2 separate regions of the Mus musculus genome follow, and region 1 is linked to region 2. Evidence: chromatin contacts called from public HiChIP or PLAC-seq data. All regions are on one chromosome and are shown on one strand. The core of a region is the stretch at or near the end of the contact, and the rest is flanking DNA. Distances in the headings are between cores, read along the strand shown. Region 1 overlaps Col8a1 (collagen, type VIII, alpha 1). Region 2 holds the start of Col8a1 (collagen, type VIII, alpha 1).

Region 1 (3,920 bases), core at 273-2,772, 120 kb before region 2:
TCATGACTGCACTCTGGACGACCCCACAAGCAGCTGAAAGAGTCAGATTTGCACACAATGGACAGAAGCAGCTGACCCCTGTTGTTGAATTAGGGAAAGGCTGGAAGAAGCTGAGGAGGAGGACCACCTTGTAGGAGGACCAGCAGTCTCAATTAATCTGTACCCTGGAGATCTCTCAAACACTGGACCACCAAACAGACAGCATACACCAGCTGATATGAGGCCCCCAACACACATATAGTAGAGGACTGCCAGGTCTATGTTCAATCAGAGTTGATGCACCTAACCCTCAAGAGACTGGAGGCCCCAGGGAGTTTAGAGGTCAGGTGGGGTGGGGGTGGGGGTGGGGACATCCATGTGGAGACACGGGGGTGAGTAGGAAGGAGGTATGGGATGTGGGACAGTCGGAGGGTGGACTGGGAGGGGAAATAAAATCCAGAGTGTAAAATAAATAAATGAATACATAAAAGACAAAAAAAAAAGAATTATAACAAATGCCAGAAGAGTGGAATCTGTCAAATGAAAGCAATTATTAATTATTGGAATATAATCTAGAGATTGATAGTTTCTCCAAATACCAATTCTTCAAATTTCCCATAATGTCAGAAAACCTGATTTGTAGCTTGGGATAAAACAATGAAGACACTCAGGTAGGTGTGGTGATATGAACGAGTTTTGTCAACTGAATATCATTGTACTAGATGCTCCTTCCTGTAAGGTCCCCTGGAGGCAGTGAGCAAGCTTTTTCCTTTCTGCATCCTTGCTGGCTGGAATGCTGATATATTGCCTGGAAATGGACCAGGACCCTGGGGCCATTTTATAAAAGCTATGCATTGAGGACTGTAAAGCCCTGGTTGATCATGTAGGAGCTACGTCAAAATTTGGAAGAGAGAATTTGAGTTTTATTTCTTTAACTCATTGTTCAATGGGGGCAGTCTTCCAACTGGGTAGCACTTTAAAATGGAAACAGTTAAAATGTATAGGTTATGACAGGAGATGAGATTGCCCACCTACTAAATGCTTTTCTGGATGCTTACATTTGTCATAAATACATATAAATATGAATGTACAATAAGTGTAACAGCAATACCAAAAACTACAAAGAGCATTTCATTTGATAATGCCAGAAAGTCATAGTAAAAACTACTATCATAATTGTGCACTTTTTCCTACTATTAGAATACTATGAAGTAACTGGTTCAGAATTTGGCTAACTGCACTGAGAGTCCATTAAAGTTTATCTTTGCAGTTTTATGAAGCGAAGGGAGTTTACAAAGTAAATTAATTGCATAAATAAGATACAGGGAGATGACTGTATAGTTCTTCTGACTAGTCACAAGAACAATCTGTTTCTAAGCTATTTAATGGTTCTCTTTGCAAGTCAACAGTTAACTGAATAAATATAAATGGGTTTTATCTGTTTATAAAAATCAGCCTGAGGAGACCTCTGCTTGGTAATACTCTAGGCTGGAGACCAGTTCAGAAAAATGCAATGTGGGAAAATGGACACCAGAGGGCAGGCATGACACACTTGGAAGTCTGGTGCTCCCCGCCTCCACCGTCCACCGGTTGAACTCGAACTACTTCTGAGTAGCTGCTGTAAACTCACACCTTATTAAAGGACTCATTAAAAATTAGAGAGTGTCACAATGCTGGAGAATGAGACGTAGCAAGAGCCTCACAATCTTTAATGCAACTATTTCCTGGAATGCCTCAAAAAGACGTGTGTACAAGCATTTAAGTTCCCTCCCCAGGAGAGCTTTTCTTTATAATCCTGCCTAACTTAATTGTGGATCATAGCATCCTGATTTTTTTTTTTTTTTTTTTTTAGAAAATCTGTGTTGAATTTGTGACATCCTATTGAAGGGTAACTCCAAAAGTCTGAACAGAATACAAAAGGATTGGTTAATTAAATAGAAAAAGGAAAAAAAATTAAAGTGAATCCTTACCAGAAAATTCATTGCTTTCCCGTTTTTCCAAATATACAAATGAATGGTTTTTTTCCTTTAGGGAATTAGTGACGTAACATTAGTCATGAAAATGATTTATAAAGCATTCTCTGTGATGCAATCATCATGGTTACAAGGAAGAGCTGTTTATTTTAAGCAAACGAATAATAAATGTGTTGGTAAGAGGGAGCAGTCAGAACGTTGCTCGTTTCTGTCCCTCTAAATGATTAAGTGCTTACTAGAAACCATTGGGAAAGAGCCAGAAAATGAATACTGATTTATTTTTATGAATATTAACTTATTTCTGGTGTACATGAACATCTATGGTAAAAGTTCAACTGGCCTTTCTTTATTAAATCCCTATCAGAAGTCATGCTAGGCCCACCCGAGAATGCAAGGTTGAATATAGCGTGGTCAGTGAGTTCGGGTCTCAGGGAGCTACACGGTTGTACTGGAAATGATACATGTGTGCACCTTTAAGGAGTAGCAAAAGACAGAGGAAAAAAAAACATGTTTCCTCATCAACTCCTGTTCTTTAAAATCCCTTATTTTTGAAGCAGCAACTTTGCTCATTGCTTCATCATGTTTTTTTGTTTGTTTTTGTTTTTCTGCCCAGAAACAGTTTACAAACATATAGCGCAAGACAAACTTCTTTAAAACATAAATGTAACATACTAGACACACTCTTGGTCCCCCAGCCCCCCACCAAGACTGGTTGTTTGTCTTTATTTTTTTTCCAGATATGAATAGTTAAACAAGTCCCATTCAGCTCTTCCTCTGTTACCAGTAGGTCTTAGTTTTTTACATCCCTTCTGATTTTAGTATTCGATACCTTTAAGGTATTCACCAGTGATCTGAAAGTGTTAATTCATACCAGAAATGCGGTAATACCTACTGACATAGTAGCTAGCTAGGCACTTCATTCGGATGTAATTCTGCCTTTTGAGGTGAACGGATTCCATTATCGAACCTTAAACATGTGGTACTGTCTTTAGGAATAGACTTAGATGCTTGGCTTTTGCCTTTCCAGCAACACACTTGATGTGCTGTTTACACTTAAATAGTCTTTAAGCCAGGACACACTTGTGAAATGCTAAAAAACCGGAGAGGGAACAAGATGCCTAAAAGCCCAGGTGAATCCCAAGGGCTCAGCAGGACCCAGCTTCCCTCACACTACTTCCTTTCACTGGCTTGGCCTTCCTCTCTCTCAAACCACCTCATCCAGTCGGCCTTCTACCATTTCTTTGGCTCTTTGTTTAAGTAAACTTTGCTCAGTTTTAACTTGAAAATTTATGGAGGAATTTACCGCTTGACTTATCCCTATTAATTTCCTTCTGGTCCCTGAGGAGAGGTTTGGTGGTCAACGTGGTATCGTGGTTCTTTCACATCATTCAAAGAATATCAGAAGCGCTACAGAAGGGAAACACCTACGGGGAAGAAGCAGTCTTAGAAAGACGCCATGGTAGTGGGTGCCCGCGCCACTCTTCCTTTTCTGAAGAGCACAATATGCTGTGCTTTTTCTCTGCTATTTTCCTTGCTTTGTAGTTGTTTTATGATTGGTGTGTGTGTGTGTATGTGTGTGTGTTACATGACGATAAGAATATTTAATGGGTGTAGAGATGTAGACAAGGCATCTCCGCCAGCTGGGTAGACTAGTTACCGCTCTCATGCCATATGCCATACGCTCTAGAACTCAAAAAACTTACTTTTAAGTAAGCTCTGCACTTCTCCATACCTAGGTCCCTCATCTCCGCTGGGTCTCAGTTCTCTCACCCATGACACAGAAATGACAATCTCTGCCCACTCCTCAGAGCTGTGACAGACAATAATATGAATTCTGTGTTAGCTGAAAAGTACCGTTTAGATGTAAGGTATGGAGCACAGCCAAAAAGGCAAATCAAAACCAACTGAGACTTTCAAAAGAAGACAAAGCAAGAGTGAGATTAACTGCAATAGTGATAAATGTAAACC
Region 2 (3,932 bases), core at 999-3,498:
CATCCTGTGCAGAAGAGGTGATGTTAGGACAACTAAATGACACCTTAACTTTGATTTTTCTAAACTCATAAGAAGAAAAGTACCATTGTGCCTGGTACATACCTTAGGGAAAGACTCCTTTGACTGGTAATGCCCCCTGGGAAGGTTAGATCATGAACAGTCTGAGATGATCTCACCCACTTAGTTAAGGGGGTTGAACCTCATGACACATATACTGTTAAACTGTTCATAGCTGCTCCGTTCAGACAGTCAGGGAGAGCAGAAGCAAACCTTCAGAGAACAATTATAAGTCTCAAATTTAGCTTGAACAGAGTTCTATAATGTAAGCTTTTGGCCCTTAGGGCTGATAACTTTGACAGAGGAGGTTTTTGGAGGAAATTATAATCTTTTCTCACTGATGGGGCTGAGCAGGACTCAAGTATTACCTTAAAGGAGGAATTAACTTGAATGAACCCAACATTTGGGTTGGCCTTGTTTCATACCTGCACCTTCCATGGCTCATTACTCTTGTTAGCTAGAGAGCCAGCAGACTGCACTGTGGATGGAGATAAGGGGATTTGAAGATGCACAGGTCACATATTATATTGGCCAATAGTAATTTTATATCATTTTCTGAAAGGAAACCACATTCTCTGCAGTATTTTTCCACTGGGGGGAAAAACTGCAACGTGGGGGAAATGGTTCATAAGTAACTTGAATAATTTTATGCTAGCCCTTTCATGCTAAACAGTGTTTAATATTTTTACATTTCTTTTGATATATAAAAGATAAAGAGAATTTGGAAAAGCCCAAGCCACTTGTCTAAGTGTGTGATTTATTTCAGTTTTAGACCTACAGTGAAATTTCCCATTTGAAACAGCACACAACCAACAGGCATGAAGATGTGAATGGCTCTCTCCCCTTAAGAACCTTAAGGACTAAAGCGCTGCTTTGGTTTCTTGACTGGCAGCCTGGGCTTGTCTCCTCCAAGAGCAGCTTCTGCAGTTGCCCAGATGGAACATTTGAAGAGGGCTTTTCTCCCACATGAGAGCCTTTCATCCCACAAAACCCACAGAATATGGTAGCAAACTTGATGGCACAAGAGTCTGATTTTTATTTATTTTTCCAAAGTAGCTGTCAGGTTTGCTTCTCCTCACACAGGTGCACAGCACTCTGGAGAAGAAGAACAGATCAACCCCCAACCCACCTACCACAACCACTTCCCCAAACCACCCCTACACACATCCAAGGTCTCTTCCCCACTGCAGAGCTCTGGGGGAGTCAGTCAATAACCAGGCACTCGCTTGAGGAGGGCAGAGGGGACGGTGAGGATGAAAACCTTCCATCTGAAGTCTTTCTGGCTGATCTCGCTATACATCAGTCAGTTGTACACAGAAGAATTGTGCAATCTGACCGGCGTGCTTTCTGAGAAACATATTGAAACACTTCGTGTTTGAGGTGTGTATAGGCATCACAGAGTTCTCATACACTCTCAGTCTCCACACAAGACTCCTTTTAGGCTGTACTGGAAAGGTAGCCCAGCAGTGGCTCATCCTGCCCCAGCTTGTAAACTGGGATTTGTACTTTCCTATCTTCCAGTCACCTGATTACTGTCCCCGGGCAAAGGGCACTCGTTCACATCATTTTTTCCGAGCAGTTAAACCTGGAAAGATACTTCTTAAAGGACTCACAGAAGTTGTCTTGGGGGTTTGGAAAACATCACAAAATCAGCAGCCGACCTTTTGACTGTGCTATTTTTAGAGAAGTAATTGTGCTCCTTTAAAGTGCATTTTTTTTTGACAATGGGACAGATTCCCCTGCCCTTACTGATATGTGAACTATTTACAATTAAAAACACAAGCATAATACCGCAAACAGATACATTTAACCTCAGAAGCAGTCAGACAGACGGGGCACGCGGGGAGGGGGGGCAGTGTGACTTAAAAAGAGAAAAGATTTTTGTAATAGAAATGCTGTTGTTTCTGCCAAAAAGGAATTTTTATTTTACTGTTCAAACAGAAGTTTGTTTTCAAACCAGTTGCTAGTTAAGAAGCTCACTGTTCATTACAGCATCCTTATGAATCAACTCTAAGTAAAAGGCGTTGACCAGCAGGGACTCACTCCAGGCAGCAACCCCCTGCAAGTCAGCAGCCCTGACAAGGGTTATCTTACCTTGAGCACGTCAGATCTGGGAGACAGGGACTCGGGCTCCCACGGAGAGGACCGTGGAAGGGCTCTGATCCTCTGTGCTCTGCGGGTAACTTGCACTTGGCTTTTATGGACAGGTGGGCGGAGCTGTTCCTCACAGTAGGTGGGCAGGGATTGAGCGGGGGCGGCGGGCGGGCTGCCCCCGTGGAGCTGGACACTTGTCTGGGGAGGGGCAGAAAGGGTAGAGCCCGAGTTTTTAGGAGTGGGGAGAGCCAGGGACTTTGGAGGGCGGCGGAGTAAATAGACAGGAGTGGAGACGAATGAGGGAGAGTAGAGAAAGGCAGAGACCACAGAAGGGAAAGGTTGGGGAAGAAATGAATGGGGCTTGGGGACGGGAAGCTAAAGTAAAGGTAGGGGAAGAGAGAGAGATAGGGATTTGATTCTGGAAGATGAAATGGGTACTGGATTATTTTTCGGTTTTGTGTGACATTTTTGGCAGCGAGAGGAACCTGGGCGACTGTCAATAACAAAGGTGTTTTCTCTGTGATCGAAAAGCCAAGTAACCGCCCAAGAGAACTGACGGGTTTGGAAGCGAGGTAGAGGCGAGGAAGATGGGCTTCTGGAAAAGGGTGGAGGACAAGCCCGGTGAGCCCAGACAGTGGTGGGAGGGGATCGTCCCAGGGAGCCCCAGGCGCCCTGCCTCTGGGAGCTGACTGCTGCAGCCTGGCCCACCCCACCTCACTCCTGCCAGCCTCCTTCCACAGACAGTTCTAAGCGTGCAACATCCAGGCAGCTCCAGAGGCTGGAGCAGCTGTGAGGTCCATCTGCGGAGACAGCTCCGCACCAGCTCGTCCCTTCAGCATCAACATCTGCTTATGTAACACAGGATGCTAGGGCTCGCTGTCCTCTGGTTATTTTCGGTATTAAAAAAAAAATCTCTCCTAGCTAGCAACTGAAAAATGTTCGGTGTCATAGCTCTCTCCACTTGTCGTAGGCATAGAGAGGATTTAACCAACAAGTGCGAAGGGTCATGCTGAAGTTATTAAAAAATGTATTCAGAGAAAGAAAAATAAGGTCCTTTCGCTGCTGAGCGGTGACTCACTTCCCAGCCCAAGCTACAGTTTTGCCACCAAAGAAATCAAAGCATTTGAAAGGAGGACTTGAGACTCAGAGATGGGAAATGGGAGTCGGATAGATGCCTTGGAGAAGAGGGAATGACCTTGCTCACCGAGTACACACACACACACACACACACACACACACACACACACACACACACACGATCTTAAGCCATGCTGTGCTGTTTTCTGTCTTGTTTTCTAGCTAGCTCAAGCTGGCAACAGGCTAAGCTAGGCAGTTTAAAAACTCCTGCACTCCTTAGTGTGCCTGGAGAGTGTGCATTGTTCTGAGGACCCGCGCAGGGGCTTGAAAACTGTTCAGTAGTATCCCTCAGCCTCTCCTCCACAGGATGCCAGAGGACCACTAGCCCAGCAGTCTCCTTCTGCTAGGTGTGGAAAAAAAATGGCCTTGGACTTAGCCATAGGATACTGAAGGGCAAAAAACCTCTCCACTAAGAAAGAGCCACTGGCCTAGTAAAGGTCCACAGTATAAAAAAGAATTTTCAAAGAATCTATTAAGAAAATAGTAGTGCGTGCCACTGGGATAATAATAATACCTGCCACCACATGTGCTAAGTTTACACTGGACTTAGTTTTTTACAGACTCACTCCCATCTGTCTGCCTGGAGAGCCCAGAGCCTCAACTGATGGTTCCTTTGTAAGAATTCCAAGCTTAGCTCGAATGGA

Evidence for each region. HiChIP or PLAC-seq counts read pairs in DNA pulled down with a chosen protein or histone mark.
Region 1: a contact with region 2 is called in an H3K27ac HiChIP or PLAC-seq map of cardiomyocytes, with 20 times the contacts expected there. The contact joins the enhancer-like site here to the promoter of Col8a1 in region 2. A contact is called at or near these places in 9 of 39 promoter capture datasets (the 3T3-L1 cell line, 3T3-L1-derived adipocytes, HPC-7-derived erythroid cells and 5 more), 15 of 484 Hi-C or Micro-C datasets (the 3T3-L1 cell line, the C2C12 cell line, the HL-1 cell line and 8 more), 7 of 115 datasets of contacts at active chromatin or transcription factors (the NIH/3T3 cell line, cardiomyocytes, a colorectal cancer cell line and 4 more) and 1 of 9 other capture datasets (embryonic stem cells).

What each region holds. Positions count from the first base shown.
Region 1 is chr16:57,632,844-57,636,763 of GRCm38.p6, forward strand. The region is part of intron 2 of Col8a1 (collagen, type VIII, alpha 1); the gene reads right to left. Among named protein-coding and RNA genes, the nearest start is that of Gm51269, 24 kb to the left of the region's middle. Within about 2 kb of position 1,523, at least 6 of the 459 cell types and tissues checked have an H3K27ac peak or open chromatin away from gene starts, as enhancers often do.
Region 2 is chr16:57,752,489-57,756,420 of GRCm38.p6, forward strand. Col8a1 (collagen, type VIII, alpha 1) reads right to left here and starts at 2,249. Exons shown (of 4, transcript NM_007739.2): 1 at 2,152-2,249.